2 separate regions of the Sus scrofa genome follow, and region 2 is linked to region 1. Evidence: chromatin contacts called from public HiChIP or PLAC-seq data. All regions are on one chromosome and are shown on one strand. Each heading gives the region's core, a stretch centred on a gene start, on an enhancer-like site or on the middle of the called end of the contact. The rest is flanking DNA. Distances are from core to core; before and after follow the strand shown.

Region 1 (4,664 bases), core at 919-3,418:
AAAGGTGAGCTGCACCAGGTAGCCAGTTACGTCACGTTTCACCTTCCATAAATGAAGTAGAATCCAGGAACTGCTAAAACAAAAAACCAAAAACTCTACCTAGAAACACAGCTTACTGTTTCCTAAACAAACTCAGAGGGGCTATTTGAGGAAACAGAGTGACCGACTCCATTTCTATCAAAAGACTTGGGGCTTAGGGTTCTAACATTTTATTGTTTGTTTGTTTCTTTTTATGGCCGCACTTGGGGCACATGGAAGGTCCCAGGCTAGGGGTCAAGTCGGAGCTGCAGATGCAGGTCACAGCCAAAGCCACAGAAACACTGGATCCAAGCTGCATCTGTGACCTAAGCTGCAGTTTGCACTGGATCCTTAACCTACTGAGTGAAGCCAGGGATCAAACACATCCTCATGGAGACTATGCCAGCAGGTTCTTAACCTGCTGAGTCACAATGGGAACTCCTTTTTTACTTATTTATTTTTTTGCATTCTAACACTTTAGAATTGGTAAGACCTTACCGTTCTTTCCAGCTTCCACCTTGATCCAGCACACCTTTCCCTAACACCCTGACTACCAGTCTTCCTTCTTCTGTTCACAGGTATCACACATCCTTTTTGGCTTAGCAGGGCCTGGGGAGAAGCTAGGCGACATCTCTTCAGAGGATCTCTTTAGCTGGTGCATAGGACCCTATATTTTGTGGCTGAGGGGATAGATAGAGAGTCTTATTTATTTTGCTTGTCCAGTGGCAGCAGACAGGTGAGAGAGAAGGAAAGGTGACAGGGAGGGAGAATACACTGCACAATCCAACTCCAGTGGCTGGATGTCTCTGAAATTCTACAACCAAGGAGATGAAGGCCGGTAGCCGAGAGAGACATCTCGTTGTTGAGGGATAGAGGACTCTGGCCAAAAGCAGTATTTGCTGGTGACTCACTGATAGACTGATACAGAAGAGGGACCATTCTCCACAGCTCTCAGGACCCAGGGACACATAGGGACCCCGAGCCCTAGGGATAGGGTCATTGTGAGGAAGCCCCCTTGGCATAGACATTGGTGTTCTCACAATTAGTGTGGTCTGCAGAGGAGCAGCAAGACTTGTAAAACATGCTCAGAGCTGAGATGTCACCAAGGGGGAAGCCACAGGGCATGACAGGTGCTGTGCCACATGCACAGGTTGCAGGCATAGGTAGGTACTCCATGGGGACTCCTGGAAATGATCCAAATACCTCTAGGTGAGGGAGAAAATTTTCTATAATTTGACATGTAGAGGCCTACAGTCATATCTTGGGGTGTTAATATAAATATGACCTTACTAGATGGTTCAGAGCATGGATTCTGGAGCCAGATTACCTGGGTTTGAGTCACAGTGTGGCCCTGGGCAAGTTACTGAACCTCTCTGAGCCTATTTTTCCTCATCTGTAAATTGGAAATTAAAAAAACATGTTATTTCAGAAGGTTGTGGTAAGTATTTAGGAGTTATATATATAAAGTACTTAGAACAGTGCCTGGTGTGTAATAACCACCACACAACTGTTGAAAAAATTTTCCATTCTCACAAGCTGATGATAATAAATCTGTTTATATAGACTTCCTAGGATGAAATTTACCTCCTCTACAATAGAGCCTCTTGCTTGTTGGAAAATTCTAGTTATTAAAATTTCTTTCTGTGGTTAAGGCAATTTGCCTCCGTGCAACTTCTCCACATTGGTTTCAGTTTTTCTCTGAGATATTCCAAAATCAACCTTTCTTATGGTAACAGCTCATCGAGATATCTCTGAGGATCTCCCAGAATTTTCTCTTCTGCATGCTAAGTAGCCCCAGGTCCTTCAACCATCCCCCAAAAACCTGGCCCCCAGCTCCCTCTCCATCCCAGGAGCATGCCTCTGAATGCATGGCAGATCATCAGCATTGGGGAGGAATGTGGACTCTGAGCAGACAGCCTGGGGGCTGTCTCTGGGAGACCCTCCCCCTCACAGGAACACATGCTCTTCAGAGGAAAAAATGTCAGATGAACCCAACCGTTTCAAATTAATTTTGTTTGGGAGAGCAAGGAAAGGGAATTTCCGAACAGAGCCAAGGTCTTTGTCAGAGCTGTTCCTCTAAGATAGAGATGGACAACTGGCTGCTTGGAAAGGGGCCAGCTGGGAAGTGTAACTCTGTCCAGGGACATGAGCCAGTGCTGGCTCCTCCTCTCGGGAGGTGAGAAGGAAAAGCTGGTTTCCTCAGGAAAGATAAGCATATAGTGTGTGCTCCAGGAATACATAAAACTTCTCCTTGGACCTGGCACAGCCATAACTCCTGTCCCCAGCTGGGACATGCCTCTCTTGTTCCACTTTCACTGTCAGAAGCCCTGGATAGCAGTTATCTTCCCCTCACCTCCAGGGCAGGATGCTGCCAGATGCAAGCACCGCCCATGTCTGGGTTTTACTTGCTCAGGACTTTCTAAATCATGTTCTTTTATGGGCTGGAGACGTAGAAGAACAGGAGGTAGGAGAGAGGGCGGAAAACATCAGTTTTGGTCTCAATCAGACTATTGTCTGAAGAATGACAGTTGAAACGCTCTCTAGTAGCTTTGTGTTTGGCAGTATTTCCTAAGGATACTACTCAATGATTGTTTTGAAAATAAAGCGTCCTCGTTTCTTTTTTAAAAAAGTTTCCCCTGTTGGAGCTCCCGCTGTGGCACAATGGGAGTGCTGTGGTGTCTTGGGAGCGCTGGGACACAGGTTGGATCCCTGGTCCAGCACAGTGGGTTTAAGGATCCGGCATTGCCACAGTCGTGGCTTAGGCCACAACTACAGCTGATCTCTGGCCTGGGAAATCCATATGCCCCAAGGCGGCCAAAAAATAGAAAAAAAAAAAAGTTTCCCCAAGTATAAAAGTTAGGCCTGCTCATCAAAGTGTAGCGGGGGGGAGCTATCAGCAATAGTTCATATTCTAAAGGCAGATTTCATGAACACTTTAGTGCATCTCTTGCCTGAATTTGTCAGAGCTTTTTATCTATTTTCCAAATAATTATAATCATAGTTTGCCGAACATGATCCCAAATCATTCACACATTTTATCAGCATCTCTTCTATTAGTACATACTTTACATAGATGTACTTTTAGCAGTTTTATTAAGATGTAATTCGCATATGAATTTAAATTTGCCCATTTAAAGTAGACAAGTTTACTGATTAGCATACACAGAATTGTGCAACTATCACCATAATCAATTTAAGAATGTTTTTATTACTTCAAGAAGGAACTTTGCACCCATTAGCAGTCAGCACCCCCACCCCCACCCTAGGCATCCACTATTTCTATCTCCATAGATTTGCCAATTCTGGAAACTTCATATAAATGGAAGTATATAATATATGGTCTTTTGTGACTGACGTCTCTCACCTAGTATAAAATTATAATTTTTTAAGGCTCATTCTTGTTATAGCCTGTATCAAAATAATATTCTTTTTGATTGAAAAATAATATTCTATTTTATGGATATACTACATTTTACCAATTTGTCACTTGATGAACATTTGTGTTGTTTCTACTTTTTAACTATTATGAATAATGCTGCCTTGAACATCTGTGCACAAATATGTTTTTAATTTCTCTTTGGCGTATACCAAGGAGGAGAATTGCTGGGTCATGCGGTAACTCTGTGTTTAACCTTCTGTGGAATTGACATATTCTTTTCCAAAATGGCTGCATCATTTTACATTCCCACCAGCAGCATAGGAGGGTTCTAATTTCTCCACATCCTTCCCAGCACTTGGTATTATTTGTCTTAGTGTAACCATCCTGGTGGGTATACAATGTTATCTCATTATGGTTTTGACTTGCATTTCCTAAATGGCTAATGATGTTAAGCATGTTTGCATATGTATATTGGCCATTCATATTGGTGAAATGTCCCTTTAGAACATTTATCTTTTTATTTGTCTATTTATAGTTGAGCTGTAATTTTTTAAAATATGCATTCTGTATACAAGTCCCTTATCAGGTAAATAGTTTGCAAATATTTTCTCCTGTTCTATGGGTTGTCTTTGCATTGTTTTGATGGTCCTTTGAAGCATAAAAGCTTTTAGTGTTGATAAAATCCAATTTGTCTTTTTTTTTTTTTTGGTCTTTTGTCCTTTTTAGGGCCACACCCACAGCATATGGAGGTTTCCAGGCTAGGGGTCTAATCAGAGCTACAGCTGCTGGCCTACGCCAGAGCCACAGCAACGCAGGATCCAAGCCGCATCTGTGACCTACACAACAGCTCACAACAACTCTGGATCCTTAACCCACTGAGTGAGGCCAGGGATGGAACCCACAACCTCATGGTTCCTAGTTGGATTCATTTCCGCTGCACCACGCCACGACGGGAACTCCAATTTGTCTATTTTTTCCTTTGTTGCTTATTATGCTTTCGGTGTCATATCTAAGAAGGCCTTGCCTAACCCAAGGCCACAAACATTTGCTCCTATATTTTCTTCTAAAAAGTTTATAGTTTTAGTTCTTATATGCCTATGATCCATTTTGTATTAAATTTTGTGTACGGCGTGAAGAAGGAGTTCAACTTCATTCTTTTGCATGTGAATATAAAACCTTTTTTTCTTTTTTTTCCACAATGTGCTGCAGCTTGATGTGGGATCTCAGTTCCCACACCAGGGATTGAACCTGGGCCAGAGCAGTGAAA
Region 2 (4,664 bases), core at 1,134-3,633, 68 kb after region 1:
GTTCAATTCCTGGCCTCACTCAGTGGGTTAAGGATCCGATGTTGCCGTGAGCTATGGTGTAGGTGGCACAGGTGGCTCGGATCCTGTGTTGCTGTGGCTGGTGTAGGCTGGTAGCTGCAGCTCTGATTCAACGAGTTTTGGTTTCTACTCTTGCCTTGTCCCTTTCTGGCCAACATAGCCAAGAGAGTTGCAGGTACCCAAGTTGGAGTCTCCAGGTCCACAGAGTGGGGGACGTAGTCTCGAGGCTCAGGAGAAGGCAGTGTGAGGTATCTGGGTTACAGCCAACTCTCAGTTCCTGAGATTTGCCCTAAGCTGGTTTGCCTGCCCTCTAGTTGGAACCAGACCTAATGGTAGCGCCCAGGGGCGATGATCCCGGAGCAGGAGGCTGGGTAGACAGGCCATGCTTTGCTGGCTGGGGCCACACTGACTTTCCAAACATCACGCTTCACCACTCAGAGCATGAGAGAGCCACACCCCATCTTCAACTGATCCAGAGTCAACTTCTCACCACAGGAGAAGGTCAGCGGGTGAAGGGAATTTGAGGGGAAAACGGAAAGAGAGATGTGCTGAGGCAGTTCTTCCAGAGAGTCTGTTGTGGGAGCTTCATGTGAAGGGAGATAATCCATGTTGGAGGGTAAGTAACCCTCATGGGTAGGCAGGTAGTCCACGGGGAGGACCGTCAAGTGGCTGACTGGGTTTCCCGGCTTTGAGTCAGGGCGTCGGCTCCCCAGCACCTTGTACAGATCCACTGCGGGTCCTGTCTCTGCTGTGAGAGCCCTTGGAGGTGGTGGACTTGAGGCACTGGACCCTGTGTCTTCCTCAGAGGCGTGGTGACCTTGGAGCCTTTGTCCCTTTCCTGGCCAGTTGGGATGATGGGGGCGTCTGAAGACTGGAGTCACTTGAGGAAGGACTTCATTGATGACCAGGGGCTCAGGTTCTTCAGGAGTGGGCCAGTCTGCCAGGAGCCTATCCAGGGACAGCTGTTTCTTCTCCTGAGAAGAGGGAAGAAGAGGCTCATGTGGATATGTGGAGGAAGCGCCTTAGCAAGCGACCTTTGCAGGGTTCTAGAAGCCCTCACAGCCCACACTCCCTAGTCAGCTCGAGGCAGAACACTGCGGGCCCTTGACTGGCTGAAGTAGGAGAAGCAGTTAACATTGTGGGGGAGACAGGCGGGATCCATGGACTCCTCTTAACCCCCAGCCAGTGATTCATTCTCTCCTTCCACCTTAAGCTACACTGTTATCTGGAGAATCCGACTGCACAGCTGCCTTCCCTCTAGCATAGGGGGCATGGTGGGTGCAGAGCAAAGGCTGCGCTTGCATTTGTCTGGGAGGAGGCAGGGAAGACTTTAAAAGGGTGGCACTAGAGCTGAATCCTGAGAGCTGTGAAGTATTTTCCAGTTAGGAAGGTGTGGGCAAGGAGAACTGGCCTATTCTGGAACCTGCTAGTTCTTCCTTATGACAGGCACACTGAGGCTTCGGAAGTAGAAGGAAGTCACACTGATGAAGGGACTTTTAAGGGATGCTCAGGAGTTTGGGCTTTGACACAACTACTGAAAAGTTTTTGCCAGGGTACTAAACGTTTTTGTCAGTTCTGCTCTTAAGAAAGACCCCTTTGGAATAACATTTTGGAGGAAAATTTCCTCCTTTTTTCCCTAAAGCTAATTGTGTCTGTGACTTTTCTTGCTTTGTTTTTCTGAACATCTGATTGCCAGCTCTTCAACGTTAGATCTTTTCTTCCCAAACTTTCTACTGACTCCTGAACCTGAGTTCAAGCACTTTATTAGTATCTCTTTTTATATAGGCTTTATTGGGCTCTCTTAATATCTTCAAAAATATCTTTTAGACTGCTTGATCTTTTTTTCTTTTTTTCCATTTCTTGGGCTGCTCCCGCGGCATATGGAGGTTGCCAGGCTAGGGGTCTAATCAGAGCTGTAGCTACCAGCCTACGCCAGAGCCACAGCAACGCTGGATCCGAGCCTCGTCTGCGACCTACACCACAGCTCACGGCAACGCTGGATCGTTAACCCACTGAGCAAGGGCAGGGACTGAACCCACAACCTCATGGTTCCTAGGCGGATTCGTTAACCACTGCGCCACGACGGGAACTCCTGCTTGATCTTTCTGAAGCAGAGCTCCACAGCCCAATCTACCTTTCTGGCCCTCGGTTCCCTCATCTGTCAAATGTCATGCTGTGCAAGAATGGTCTGGACTGGCCTCTGCTGCTCCCTCCCTTGCCCTGAGTGTGGCAACTGTCCTGAAGTGAATGATGGTACTATCTCAGGACAGACTTCCACAAAAGGCCCTGAGCAGCCGGAGGGTACGTGTGTACTCTTTCAGGAGCCTGCTCTTTTTCTATTGCTATGCAAACTGGCCCTGGCGCCTAGGTCTGGCTTGGAACATGGCCGGCAGCTGCCAAAGTGCTGCTACCACTGATGCGGAAGAGATGACACAGGGTGAGGAGTTGGCTTACTGTTCTCACAAGGTGACGTGTTCACCCTGCCTTCTTGAAAGCTTTATCCATAGAGGCTGTTCCTGGGAGCTTTTACAAAGCAGACCCCCTGGCTGACAAGTCCTGGGGCAAGGCCTCCTGGGCCACTATTAGCTCAGGTACATCATGGAAACTATTTTAAACTTTTACAAGCTCAACTGGATAACATCCCAGGGATCCCCTTAACGAGTGAGCCTTTTCCTCCAGAGTGATAAGATCTCTGCGGTTTTAGCCACATCTTAAGAAACAGTAGGGGGATATGAAGCCTGGGAACTCAAAGCACATTTTGTTGGAGGTTAAAGACCATTGTGTTTCTGAGGTTTGCCCCCCGCCTGTCACTAGGAAAGCAGGTTGGGTCTTTAAGAACAGTCTACCCCTTCAAGGGTCAAGTGATACGGGGTCTGAGGCTGGCACAGGCCTTATTCGTAGATGACATGTTTAAGTTAAATTTTTTTAAACTTGTCTAATGTACTGGTTATTTTTGCAAAAAGAAAACAACATAATTTTGTAAAAAAATTTTTTTTTTTTAAGTTCAAAGGGACTTTGTAATACAAATTAAGTGGGCTTCATGCCTTCAACTCCCCAAAAGCAATTGCCATTACCAGTTTCATACTTAGGCCTCCAGAAATATTCTGTGCACATGTTTCAGACTGTATGTGTGTGTATAAAATCACCTTCCTTTTTATACCAATGAGAACCCACTTCAGACAATTACAAATTTTGCTTTTTTTCATTTTTAAATATTTTTAGACACGTATAGATCGCTCTTTTTTTTTTTTTTTTTTTTTTTTTTTTTTTTTTTGCAGTTGCATAACATCCTGTAGTATAGATATACCCAAATGTTTAACCTGCACCCCCTGGTGGCAGGTTACCTTATGCAATGTTTGGCTTCTATTTATAATGCTACAAAGAACATATTCATACAGTTCAACTTGGGGCATGTATGTAGAAATTTCGGTTATTTTTTTCCCCTTTGTTATTTTCTTTAACTCTTTGTGTGTCACTCTCAGCATTTCTCCTAGGCTTTTTTCGGGGCTCTTCAGTGCCTTTGCCTGCTTCTGTGTCCCCTCATGCCCAGGTGGTGCCTAGCAGGGACCATGATGCCAAAGCTACCAGCTGGGGAGCCAGGTGTCTGTGACTGACCCAGAGCTGCTTCGCACTGGGCTATTTCAGGCTTTTAGGACATTGGACAGTGGAATCAGCGTTGGAAGACAGAGATCTTAGAGCTCAGCTCCTGGTGCCTGGATCCCCTGTAATACTAGCAGCGGCATCCTCACTGAATGCATTCCCATCAGTCATCACAACATTGCCCAGTGTGTGAACACCTTCTGAGTTAGTCTGTTCAGCTCAGAGGTGTTGACTGCTAGAAACAGCCCCTCAACCTGTGCTTAAGAGCTTCTAGAACATAGAGTGATAGACAGCACATCCTACTTATATATGAATCCAGGAGCCACCATTTACTAGCTGACTCACTCTGGGCAAGTTATCGAGTCCTCTGTGCCTCACTTTCCTCATGTGAAAAATATTACAATCCTCTAAAGCTGTTGTAGAGATTATAAATGTTAATGCATGAAAAATGTTTTTTAAAGTGCCTGGCAATGGAGTTCCCATTGTGGTGCAGAGGAAACAAATCCAATTAGGAACAATGAGGTTTCGGGTTGGATCCCTGGCCTCGCTTAGTGAGTTAAGGATCCAGCATTGCCATGAGTTGTGGCGTAGGTTGCAGATGCGGCTCGGATACCACATTGCTGTGTCTGTGACGCAGGCCAGCAGCTGTAGCTCCAACTGAACCCCTAGCCTGGGAACTTCCATATGCTGTGGGTGCAGTCCAAAAAAAAAAAAAAGTACCTGGCAGGTAGAAAGTGATATATATCTATGTATATAAACATAAATATATTATGTAATGTGTCACATGTATATGATACATAGATTTATGTAATTTTGTATATTATATACCATATACATCATACACACAAATATAAACAGTTATTATTCTAGTCTTGCTATTGTTACTTAATAGGTACAAAACCCCTCAACAGAGAGAGGAGACAGTATAAATCTTCCTGGGAAGAAAATGACTCGTGCTTTACATGGTATGTAACTCAGTCCTCACCACGGGATATATGAGAGATACTGTCAATTCCTATTTGACAGAGCATGAAACTGGGGGCCAC

Evidence for each region. HiChIP or PLAC-seq counts read pairs in DNA pulled down with a chosen protein or histone mark.
Region 2: an H3K27ac HiChIP or PLAC-seq map of skeletal muscle shows a contact between it and region 1. The contact joins two enhancer-like sites. A contact is called at or near these places in 8 of 47 Hi-C or Micro-C datasets (blood, fetal liver, fetal skeletal muscle and 5 more) and 1 of 2 datasets of contacts at active chromatin or transcription factors (skeletal muscle).

What each region holds. Positions count from the first base shown.
Region 1 is chr6:145,145,648-145,150,311 of Sscrofa11.1, forward strand. No RefSeq gene overlaps it. Among named protein-coding and RNA genes, the nearest start is that of SERBP1, 39 kb to the right of the region's middle. Within about 2 kb of position 2,169, at least 9 of the 83 cell types and tissues checked have an H3K27ac peak or open chromatin away from gene starts, as enhancers often do. A contact at or near this core is called in skeletal muscle, where this site is marked.
Region 2 is chr6:145,213,723-145,218,386 of Sscrofa11.1, forward strand. IL12RB2 (interleukin 12 receptor subunit beta 2) reads right to left here. Exons shown (of 15, transcript NM_214097.2): 15 at 249-992. The coding sequence ends at 453. Among named protein-coding and RNA genes, the nearest start is that of SERBP1, 30 kb to the left of the region's middle. Within about 2 kb of position 2,384, at least 5 of the 83 cell types and tissues checked have an H3K27ac peak or open chromatin away from gene starts, as enhancers often do. A contact at or near this core is called in skeletal muscle, where this site is marked.